Regions from separate parts of the Mus musculus genome. Here all the other regions are linked to region 1. A link is a contact called in public Hi-C data. All regions are on one chromosome and are shown on one strand. Each heading gives the region's core, a stretch centred on a gene start, on an enhancer-like site or on the middle of the called end of the contact. The rest is flanking DNA. Distances are from core to core; before and after follow the strand shown.

What was found. A called contact is a pair of places that touch in the nucleus more often than the background predicts.
Region 2: a Hi-C map of cortical neurons shows a contact between it and region 1, with 4 times the contacts expected there. The contact joins two enhancer-like sites. A contact is called at or near these places in 3 of 484 Hi-C or Micro-C datasets (cerebral cortex and cortical neurons).
Region 3: a contact with region 1 is called in a Hi-C map of cortical neurons, with 3 times the contacts expected there. The contact joins two enhancer-like sites. A contact is called at or near these places in 4 of 484 Hi-C or Micro-C datasets (cerebral cortex and cortical neurons).

The regions. Positions count from the first base shown.
Region 1 is chr1:22,264,385-22,268,383 of GRCm38.p6, forward strand. No RefSeq gene overlaps it. Among named protein-coding and RNA genes, the nearest start is that of Kcnq5, 300 kb to the left of the region's middle. Within about 2 kb of position 2,272, at least 23 of the 459 cell types and tissues checked have an H3K27ac peak or open chromatin away from gene starts, as enhancers often do. A contact at or near this core is called in cortical neurons, where this site is marked.
Region 2 is chr1:21,595,990-21,599,988 of GRCm38.p6, forward strand. The region is part of intron 1 of Kcnq5 (potassium voltage-gated channel, subfamily Q, member 5); the gene reads right to left. Among named protein-coding and RNA genes, the nearest start is that of Khdc1b, 210 kb to the left of the region's middle. Within about 2 kb of position 2,117, at least 3 of the 459 cell types and tissues checked have an H3K27ac peak or open chromatin away from gene starts, as enhancers often do. A contact at or near this core is called in cortical neurons, where this site is marked.
Region 3 is chr1:21,682,549-21,686,547 of GRCm38.p6, forward strand. The region is part of intron 1 of Kcnq5 (potassium voltage-gated channel, subfamily Q, member 5); the gene reads right to left. Among named protein-coding and RNA genes, the nearest start is that of Kcnq5, 280 kb to the right of the region's middle. Within about 2 kb of position 2,248, at least 3 of the 459 cell types and tissues checked have an H3K27ac peak or open chromatin away from gene starts, as enhancers often do. A contact at or near this core is called in cortical neurons, where this site is marked.

The DNA of each region.
Region 1 (3,999 bases), core at 1,022-3,521:
ATTCCTGGAATGTTGAGTTTCTTGTGGGTGATTTCTCCAGCTAAAGAAAATCTACTTAGGAAGCCATAGATGAATAGGTGACAATGAATTTACAGAATGAGGAAAGCCACGAAGAAAGAGCAAGCCAGGTCCTTAACAAGCTTTTATTTAGACATATGTTCCATGGAAAGAATTCCAGATACCCCAGCAACATAGTGGAGCAGTAGGAAGGAGAATTTCTAGTCAATCCACATTCAATAGAGGAAAAATAATACAGGTTCTATACATTTTAGCTAACTAACAAGATGTGGGGAGATCATACATTTTACTTTGCAAATTAGTTTTTACGGAAATTCAGTTCTTCTCTTACTATCTTCTTTTAAAAACATGGAGAAGATTTCACCCAAATGATTTGTGAAAACCTCACAATGGGTAACTGACTGCCTAAAATAACAATATCAACTGACTAAATAAAAATCCACTCTCTTTCCTCAAGTGGCGCCATTTTTGTGTTCACTAATATTAGAAAGAAGCAAAGATTTTGAAGTAATATTTAAGGGACGCTTAAATTCGAAAAGCTATTTCCAGGCATTGTGGCTCATACTTGTAATCCCAGTCCTTGTAAAGTTGGGACCAGAGGATTGTAGCAAGAGAAAACCATTTGAACTACACAGCAAGACCCTGTTACAAATATCTTTTAAAAATTAAAAAGCTCCTTAAAACACTCCTCAGAACTGGGCATATATATCTCAGTGGAAGAGCACTTGTTTAGTATGGGTAAGCTCTTGACTAGATCTCCATCCCCTAAGGGAATCAAACAGAATTTCCAAACTACCATTTTTACAACAATAGCATCCATATTTAATGGTAATGGTATTGGTAATAAAAGTGATAACAGTGCCCTAAGCACTTATCGTACATTGGGAATTTTGCTAAGCACATCTGCATATATTGTCTAATTATCACATTGTTTTTTGAAAATCATATAATTCACCTGAGTTAGAGATAAAGTTTTTAAACCACTTGAAAATTCCTCCAGTGCTTGTCAACATTGGAACTTGTTTCACCCCTAGCATATCTTGTCTATTCTATTCTGTTGGCATCCTTTTGCACACACACTACTGGGTCCCACTGTATTCCAACCAATGTGGAATCTAACTTCATTTCCTCTCATCAAGGATGGTTTAATCACCATGAGAGGTCTGTGTCCTTCTTATCCTGAGAATACTCTATACAAGACTCTACAACATCTATCACACGTCTCTAGAACACTGACACACTGACAGAGTTATGTGGGGAAATCTGACTGGCTCAGTCTGGACATCTCCTGGACCTGCTTATCCTTTCTTGGGTTGAGTTTTTTTCTCCGTGTGAATAGCACCACCTGTCTTCTAGGGGTAGAGGCAACATTAAAGCTTGGTGCATTAACTATATAAATGACTTGCAACTAGGCAAGGTCTTCAAGGAGACGATTACAATGTCCTTTCCTAGAGGTAGTTCAGGCTATGTCTTCCTCATTCCCTCAGCCTTTATCTCAAGAGAACAGATTACTCAAATAATTATTGAAAACGCTCCTTGTCCAGCACTGTGCTGGCCACTTTCAAAAGCTAAAATAAACATAATCCTTGATGTCAAGAAAATTATTTGGCCAGCAAAAACAATAGGCGTGAACAAAAATAATAGGCATTCCCCAAATAATAACAATAGAATGTGATAATAAAAGTCGTGGGTGCCATCCCAGGGAGCAGAGAGGAAGAACTCCATCCAGGAGCAGTCAAGACAAGTTTACAGATGTGCAGTGAACCACAACAACAACAACAACAACAACAACAAAAAGTAAGATTCTTGAATCTTCCACATACATTCCCCTAGTGGAAAAGATGGCAAGGCAGCCTTTCTTCTGGTCCTTAATGAACAAAGCAAGCAGAGGGCAGGAAACTTCTGAGTATCACCTACTCACTGCACTTTCACATTTGCTTGCAGGAAGACTAGAAAGACTTCTGTGACCAACTAAGGAAGGCAACGGTTCCTTGTGGGGCTCACGTGTTCTTGCTCATGGTTTATAAGCCCCATTTATTGATCCAGAGAAGGCAACAACTTTCTGGACTAGGAACTGACAACCAGATGAGATCTGAGGGAGAAGAGAGTCGCGATCCCTTCTTGTAACGATCATTTGCCTTTGCTCTGGTCACTAAAAGTGTGTCTTGCATGCGGTATTAGGCTTTAAGCTTCACCAATCAACCAAGAATCCACAGTCCCAGTCGTTCATTCCTGATGCAGTTTCCTTGGCAACCATGGCCCTGCCAGAAAGCTCACCAACCCACAGTGAGACTGTGTGAAGCCCAGCAGCTCTGTCAGGAACTCTCAGCTTTTAAATAATAGGAGACCACACTGAGATACTTTCTTGCTCAAACGCCAACCTGGATGCCATCATTCTGTATTTGTGGTGCGCCTTTCATCTGGGCAGTTCAAAGCAGGACTGGGTCGGACCTTATGGAGATGAACGTTATAGTTAGTCACACGTTCTGGAAAGGAACCAGAAACGAGGTGTGAGGGAAATCAAAGGACTCTGTAGCCGAGTGCTGACTTCGCCCCTTCCTTTCTTTTGCTTTCTCCCTTCCTTTTATGTCTTCCTAATGTTCGTCCCCATTTCCTTTACTCCTATTATATATTTCTTAAGTGATATCCCTGGCACTCCCTTGCAGTCAATCTTTACAGTTGCCTCTAGAAAGACCAAACTCGAAGGCTGGACTTGAGATCGCCCACTCTGTAGGTTCCTCCATTGACTTTGCTGTCACCTGAGCTAAACATGACTAGTGTCCATGTCAGATGCTGCTACTGCAGGTTTCATTCAGATCATCTGAGTCACTCTTTTCTTTCCTTGCCTCAATTGATGATCTTGGAGGGAGTCCCTAAAGAGCCCTCAATATCAGAGAAGACAAGAAGAGTCCCTGTACAAAAATTAAAACGTTCCAACAAAATCACTTAGGGCAGAGTTCTCCCAAGATTAGTGTCCAGATACCTCCCCAGGGATGACATTATAAGACGCCTTTGATTCAGTTTTGGATGGAATCTGAGGTTCCACATCTCCAACAAGCTCTCAAGTCACACTGCTCCTAGTGGTTGGGTTAGAAGACCAGCCTTTGAGGAAGGAAGGGCTCTGGCTCTGTGTCTGCATCTATACTGTTCCTCTGTGGGCTGTTAGGATGAGAGTGGGAAACACAGGTCCCGTTCTTATACCGTTTTGTATAATCAAGAATGCTTCATGTATTCCTTTGAGACATGCAAGGTAGTCAGTATTATTGTCTGTGTTTTCTGTTCAATATCAGAAAATAGTGAGATTTCACAACCAGTTGTTTATACCCGTCACAAAAAGATTAATTTAGGAGTTGAGAGATACTAGCGTCTTATAGAGGACCTTTAAGTGCCACATCAGATGGCTCATGATCACTTGTCATTCCAACTCCGGTGTATCTCATGCCCTCTTCTGGCCTCTTGGGCACTCACGTGCATGTCACCAAACACAGACATGCATGTATATAGGTAATGTTAAAATGAATAATACATTTTTAAAAAAGAAAAACCCAACTTGAACGTTTTGTTGTTATTGTAAAAAGTATAAATTGTTGCAGTGGCTGTTAAAACGCATCTAGCAAGTTGTTTCAAGGACTCACAGAAAGGTTTTCAGAGACATTTTGAAGGTCTTGTTGTTGTTATTTCTTGGCTTCTTTTTGCTTTTTTGTTTTTGTTCATTTGTTGATGGGAAGCTCCCAGATTCATAGTTAATGGAACTTTACTGATTCAGTGGCTATGGTCTGGCTTCTCTCCAGACTGACTTAGTTACTCGTGGTAATGAGACTGGGAAGATACCAGACGCGAATCGGCTTCCACCTGAACCTGAATGGAAATGACCTCATTTACCTGAACCACAGGCATGCCGGGAACGTGAGAATGTACCTGTGTTTGCAACTCTTTGTAATAGTTAATATCCTTAGAAGAGGTCTTGCCACACCCAAACTC
Region 2 (3,999 bases), core at 867-3,366, 670 kb before region 1:
CTAGGACTTAATTCTCCAATAGGAATAGGTTATCCAATTCAAAATGAAAATGAAGGCCAGCTGTTTAAAAGTACTTAATATTTAATGATGAAGAGACGAGAGTATGAAACACAGTTGGACAGTCTTTTCAATGTGGGTCTCCAGGAGAACACAAAAGTTGCATGTCATGGGGCTGAAGCTGAGGTTAAAGGAGCTTTCCTGGAGACAAAAACAACCCATCCACCCTGATGGTACAAATGGAGCTAGGGAGAAGAATTATGGGGGTAAAGGAATACTCTAGTGTGAGGACTGTACGAATCAGGATGAGATGCAAGTATGTGTCCAGTTTTCACTAATTCATCAGTAAGATGGAGTTGATGAACACCTGCAAGCTAGCTCGTTTGAGATGAGGCAAGAGTCAAGGGGAGCAGTCCTATAAATCCATGTCTCTGCACAGCAGACATTTCAGTCCAGCAGAAAGTGTATATTGAGTATCTTAGTATTGAAGACCATATCAAGACTTTGAAGTTCACTGATCAACTGAAGGGTCTCTCCATAGAGGAATTGGTACACACAGGGAAATGGACAAGGGGTACACACAGGGTGGTAGTGAAAGGCAGAGGAAAATGTGCACTTCCTGTTTGAGATGATCTGCAAGAGGGATGTATTAGCATGAAACATTTACTAGAGGAATATATCCCAGAAGGAAGTACAACACAAGAAAGCTGCAAGCCTGGAGAGGAGATGCTTCTAAGGTAGATTTTGTATTTAGTTTAGTAGTTATGAAAGATCTCGTAGATAGTATAGACGAACTTAGAGTTCTGAATAGCATGCACTCGCTGGAAAGAGAGGCCCATTGGACTTTCAAACTTTATATGCCCCAGTACAGGGGAACTCCAGGGCCAAAAAGTGGGAGTGGGTGGGAGGGTATGGAGGTATTTTGGGATAGTATTGGAAATGTAAATGAGGAAAATACCTAATAAAAAGTATATATATATATATATATATATATATATATATACATAAAACAAGTAGTGGCAGTGGTAGGACACTGTCTATCTGAGTGTCTTGATCCATGTCCATAGGCTTCTGAGGATCCTATGTATTAGGATCCTATGTATTAGGATCCTATGTATTATGTATGTATTAGGATCCTATGTATTAGGATCCTATGCATTAGGGCATTTTTGAAATGAGTAGGAAAAAGGCTGATTTTAGTTTTCACTATGATGAAATGATATTGTCATATTATATTTTATACCATCAATAAAAAAAATCACAATCATTTCATGTTGAATAGTGATTTTTGTAATCATTATTTCCAGATTATGGCAATTGTTAGACCCTGGCTAGGGGCTATTTTAAATGCATTAATAATAAAGCACTAATAATAATTAATAATATACATTAATAACATAATGTATCAATATAATATGACGCAATACAACATAATTAATATAATATAATATTATTAATAATGATTAATAAATTAATGTCTTGCCATATGACAAGCATGTTTGATACTTCAACCCTTGAATTTTGACATAATTTTATCTTTTGTAATTATTTATATTTCATGTATTTAAAAACATTCTGACAAATGGCATATAGGTTTAATTAGTCTACTGATGTATTTATAATATACTTATACACAAAATTAAAATGGTAATTTAAATGGTGACAGGTTATGAGGTAGGGTTGTGAACTGGACAATGGCCGTATTTGGTAGCTACTCACGACTTACCAAGGAAATCTCATCAGTGGTCAGCTTAAAACTACCATGAGATAAATATATTCCTTCGAAATGACTCCATAGCAGCTTCTGGCCTTTATTTTATCTGAAGCATTTCTATTTTGTTTCAGATAAGATTCATGCTTATCCAAACATTTTTTTTTTATCCCAAGCTTCTCATTTGGAAAGCACTGATTATTTTAAGATGAGAAGAGTATTTATGAGAAAGTAAATATTACCAGTCTCAAGGCTGCTCTGTTTAGCCAAGAAAAGTACCATCAACTTTTTATGTTAGCTAATTAAGAATCAATTTCTGGGATGTAATTTAGCAAGAAGGCTGAGCTGAGAAACCCAGGTTCTTGTTTGAACAAATGATGCCCTGATTCCAAGGCATGTGCTTTCAGAGCAGGTGCACTTAGCTGGAATTAAAACAGCATGCAAATATAGCACTCAGAAAAGCCTAGCTGATGCTCTGCCAAAGGAACCTTAGCAAATTACATTGCTATCATTCTTGCACGCACACATGCACGCACACATGTATTTGCACACACATGAACATATACACATGCGCACACACATGCATCCATGCATGCACAGGCATGCACACACACACACACACACACGAGCACTCACACATGAACATACACACACATGCACACATGCACAAACAGGCACACATGCACATACATAAGCACACACACACACACACACACACACACACACACACACACACCCCTAGACATTCACAAACAACTGTGAATGTTGCAGTGAAGAAACTAGACACAGAATGAATATCAGACATGGAAATTTCACAGGGCTTCAGCAAGGAGGTTTTGCTGATATTGACACAAATATACAGTTCTCCCCAGAATGCAATCTGCTGCAAGTATTTTGGTGGACTGTCAGTTTTATTGAGAAACCTTTGGAGGAGAGGAGATCATTAAATATTACATGATATAGGATCATGGGATTAAAATAAAGCACTCTAATGAGAGACACAGAAATACTTAAGAAATACAGACCTTAGGAACTGTTTACATAAAAACAATTAACCACAGCTACACTGCTTCATAAAATTTCAAGTATTGCCATGATGAAGTGAGCATTTTAGTATATTGTATGGAAGACATAAATGTTTGTAGGTGCATCAAAGATTATGATGTCTAAAGCATGTGTGCTGGTATTGGTATTAGTGACTTTAGATGATCCTCCAGCATCATGCATTAGCAGGTGAAATTGAAGCAGTCTAATGAGCACATTGGCAGGACTAAGGCTCAACATTTGGCTCTTGCATCCTAAATTTATCTGTCTTTATATAAATTTAGTGCTCTGTGAAATATCCTTGGTACATAATTTTTCCATGAAAGATGTCCAGTTTTCACCTGGAGGTCTCTTCGAAGCACATCTCACCCTCCACGGCAAAGCAACAAAACTGTAGCATGACGTTTTGGTGTTTTTCACAGTGAGCTACTAAGACCTATGTAGTAATACTCTAATACAACGATTACTATAAAGTCTGTGAAGTTCTACCATGAATTCTGATATGTTACATATTGTATGCAGTATTAAAAAGCAATCGAGGGATTGGGGGACTAGTGCTTTTGACTTTGTTATTGTGTTTCTGAAGAAGGGTCTGGAAAATGTAAGCAATTTAGAACTTTGAAAATCTACAAGCAATTCAAAAGGCTTTCTTTCTATCAGAGCAGAGGCTACACTGTGTACATACAGATTGGGACACGCTTTGGATGAAGCTTGCTTCAATGATCAATGAATCCTTGTGATCAGAAGGCTCTCAGATCGAATCTTTCATTCCCCAAAGTGGTTATCTTTAAGCATCTCTGAAAGACATTTGTTCAGTTTCTCTTTGAGTCCTTCCAGGGTCCTGAACCTTTATGCCCACTCAGGCCTGCTAGGCACAGCTCTACTCTTGGAAAACTGCTTCCTCAGTGGGCTCAACTCCATAGAGAACCTTTGCCATTGGTTCTTCAAGCTCACAACTACAGAAAGCATGCACTCCTACCTCCCCAGAAAGCTCATCATACACTGAAGGATGGCTTTACTCTAGTTTCCCCAGAGGTTTTCTGACTGAATATACTGAGACTGTTTTTGTCTACTATTCATAGGAAACAATGTCCTGATCTCGTAACCCTCTCCTCACTGTGCCTTAAATATACCCACTGTGTTACTACATCCCTTGATGTGAGACTGACATTGTGTGACCCTCCAATGTAAGCAAAAGATCTGGCATTCAGTTACCAACATGAAATAGCTCCATCTCTTGCCAGGAA
Region 3 (3,999 bases), core at 998-3,497, 580 kb before region 1:
ACGATAAATCTCAATGGTATGAATGTATCAAAGGGAAACACTTATGCACAGCTGATGGAAGTGTAAACTGGTATAGTCACTTTGGAAATCATTGTGGATGTCACTTAAAATTCTAAAAATAGATTGTCTAGCTACATCACTCTGGGCAGAAACCCCAAAGACTCTCCATTTTACTACCAAGATAGTTTGTCATCCATGTTCATTGCTTATCTACCCATGATGGCCAGGAAACAGAAATATTCCAAATGTCTGTCAATGGACGAATGCATACTAAAAATGTGGTACCTTCATAAAATGGGATAATAGCTGCAAGGAAATGGGGAGTCCCTATGGTGTCATTTTAAAAGGTTGTTGCTCCTGGTATGCCCAGCACACTTTACTGGATATGTATACCCCACACTCAAGAGTGCATAGGCATAATAATTGGAGTCCATGGGTTTAAAGAATGGGAACACAAAGTAATGAATTGGGATAGGTGTGGGTGGAGTTGAAAGTGGAGATGAATATGCTCAAAAATAATGAATGAAATTCTGAACAACATAGAAATATTTCTAAAATTGCACATGGTTATCAGGTCTAATTTTTTTTACTTGTTATCCATGTATTCATTTAGAAACCTTCCATGCATTTTCAGGTTATCTTTGCTTCAAAATTGGTATTCTAAACAGAGGAAGACAAGGGAATGCCAAAATGGGCAAGGAGATGCTCTTGGCTTATGTGTGGATATTAGTTCTTTCGGTCTTTAGGCTTCTCTCTCTCTCTCTCTCTCTCTCTCTCTCTCTCTCTCTCTCTCTCTCTCTTTCGAGACAGGGTTTCTCTGTATAGCCCTGGCTGTCCTGGAACTCACTTTGTAGACCAGGCTGGCCTCGAACTCAGAAATCCACCTGCCTCTGCCTCCCAAGGGCTGGGAATAAAGGCGTGCACCACCACGCCCGGCGAGGTGAACTCTCTTTAATTGTTGTATTCTTCCTCTGCCACTGCTATCTTTGTTATTATTTTTGTTTCTAAATCTCATTCCACTTCTCTTCCCTAAAGCTGCTTTCTTTACAGGATGCTATCTGTGTTTGTTGATTTCCTACAACTATGAAATGCTGTTACCTGTAACTTACTCCTCATGCCTACATTTTTTCAAGTGAATAAAAATTCAAATATATTTCTGTAGCTTATTTTTTAAGCTTAGTGTTTTTAAAAAAAATACCTTTGAAAATTCTGTACATGAACACTAGATTCACATCATTTCAACCTTTCCTTCTACCATCTCCGATTCCACCCACATTACTTGTTCCATCATGAATTTGTAAACTATCTTTTTATAGTTGTTATTTTTACATAAATGTTATATATATATTGTGTATATAATATACTGAGTCCATTCAGTGTTGCATGTGTTTAGCGATGACACTTGGTATTTGATAACCTGTCAGAGGAGTTGAGAAAATCTATTCCTCTCTCAGTTATCATCGGTTGCCTTTAGCTCTTCATCTAGCATTACTTTTTGTTTGAAAACATCTCTATTGAAATATTTCAAAGTTAAATCCGCGTGAAAATTTAAACCATTACACAGATGGTCACAAAATAAGATCAGTTACAGAGTTTTCATATTTTACATACCACATTTTTACAGATGATCAACTTACATGTATACATTTCTAATTTTGGAGAATGGGGCAGGTTTGGGAAAATCGATGCATTTTTTTTTCCTGACTTCTAAAAAGAGATTGCTGAATATTGGTGCAGAACCCAGGTGGTGTATTTAAATCAGTAGACATCTTTAATTTTTAAGAGGGAGACAGAAATACTTGTAAGAATTTCTTTAAATCATTTGACTTGGTTTCTGTTCACCAAATGAAATTATCCAGAATATTTCCCATATCATTTTGTAGAACTCTGTCTGCACAATACAAAATTGTTTTCTCTATTTTATAGCTCTGTTCCTCTTGAATTATTCACCGTGACTTGGTGTCTCTTTAAGTTCCAAAAAGGTTTCTCTAATTTTAGAAAGTCCATATGTTTGGCTTATGTGGATAACTTTCTGAAGAGACAGTTTAAATGGATATGAAAAATCTGCGTGTGGATAAAAATATAGTCTTTCTTATACTTTAAAATGTTTGGGGGATCATAGACATACAAACTGTAAATTCTTGATGGCAGAAATGTTGAACTAATGCTCACACTTCACGAAGGCACTGTGGAACAAACTGTCTTTGCCTGTTAACACATTTCTATTAATACTACTTGTTCAGATTTTGCTTTGCAGTGCATGGAAATACACACAGATCTTGAATGGCAGTGTACTCACCCAGACAATTAAGCATTAACTCAGAGTAATTAGAAAGTTGGGATGGTCAAGTTGACACAGTGCTGAGGTAAGATCAGGAGTTTTGGACTCCCATCTTGGCTTAGCCCCTGGTGGCTTTGTAAATTCTAACCTGTCCCTATGTAGCACTATTTGCCTGTGAAACTGAGGCCAGAACAGATGATCTCCTCTTCTCCAGTAAGATTCAAATTGCACTCAGGACAATTGTGAAGTAAGTCAGTGGCAAAGAGTTTTCAAGGCATATGCCACTGGAAAACGAAAGTCGAAAACAAGAGGCCCCTTGGTCTTGCAAACTTTATATGCCCCAGTACAGGGGAATGCCAGGGCCAAGAATTGGGAGTGGGTGGATAGGGGAGCAGGGCGGGGGAGGGTATAGGGGACCTTCAGGATAGCATTTAAAATGTAAATGAAGAAAATATCTAATAAAAAATTGAAAAACATTCAGGAGCTCTGCCTACAAATTAACACTTTAGCAATGTTACTGTGTTCTATTTTTTATTGGTTATTTTATTTATTTACATTTCAAATGTTGCACCCCATTCCATTCCTGGCCTACCCTCTGCAAATTCCCCATTCCACTCTCCCTCCCCTTTTGCTCTAAGAGGGTGCTCTTCTACCCACCCAACTAAGTTCTAGCATCCCCCTATGCTGGGGCATCAAAGCCTTCACAGGACCAAGGTCATCGATGTAAGATAAGGTCATCCTCTGCTACATATAGAGCTGGAGCCACAGACCCATCCATGTACTCTCTTAGAATAGCGAGGGTTGTGATGACTACTTGTCAGAGTGCCTCGTATGTACCAATCACTGAGGACAGAAAAGCCTATACCTCCACTGGTGTCACAGCATGGGACTGGTTCGACATGATTTACACAGAAAGGACCCGATGAGTCTGTTTTTGTTTAATGTCATTTTGGAACACTGCATGTTTTAAATGACATCATTCTCTTTAAAAACCAAAAGCACATCCAACTTCCTTTTGTGAATGCTCATGGCAGGATGCTAAGAACCTTCAACCAGCCTATTGGAAGATGAAGTTTGGTCACTAGTAAGACCATTCATCTTCATGTATTCCAAACTGTTTGAAAATTTATTTCTATCTAGCTACAGAATGATGATGCATAATTTCATGAGAAAGATAAACCTATCAGAGGACAATGGAGGTGATCTAGAAGGAAGCCCACACTCATCATTGTATTTATAGCTGAGAAATCCCGTCATTGGTTGAAAATCAAAGAGTTAATAAATATCAGTAGCCTAGGGACCTAGATTGGTATAACAGAAAGGTAACCTGTGTCCTTTATCTCAGAAATGCAATGTGTGTTGATGCTAGGTATAAATAAAATCCATCTCAAAAATTCCAAAACACATGGGAAATCAGTTTGAGGATCGACATATAGAACCACACAAAAACAACAGAGGAAAAGCAATGAGGTAAAACATTTCTATGTGACCTAAAGGAATGCACTAAAATCCAAAAGGTGCACCAGTCCTTTGGAATGAATATCACAAGCCCAATAACATGATGACAGTCACAGACTACACAACTTCAAATATGCGAGAACTGACAATATAATTAGTGATGTTACAAAGATGGGGAGATGATGCCTAAATATATTTGATCTGTCTAATAATCAGAACAAAGTAAATTAAGAAAAGTATAGTATTGTATTATTCAGACA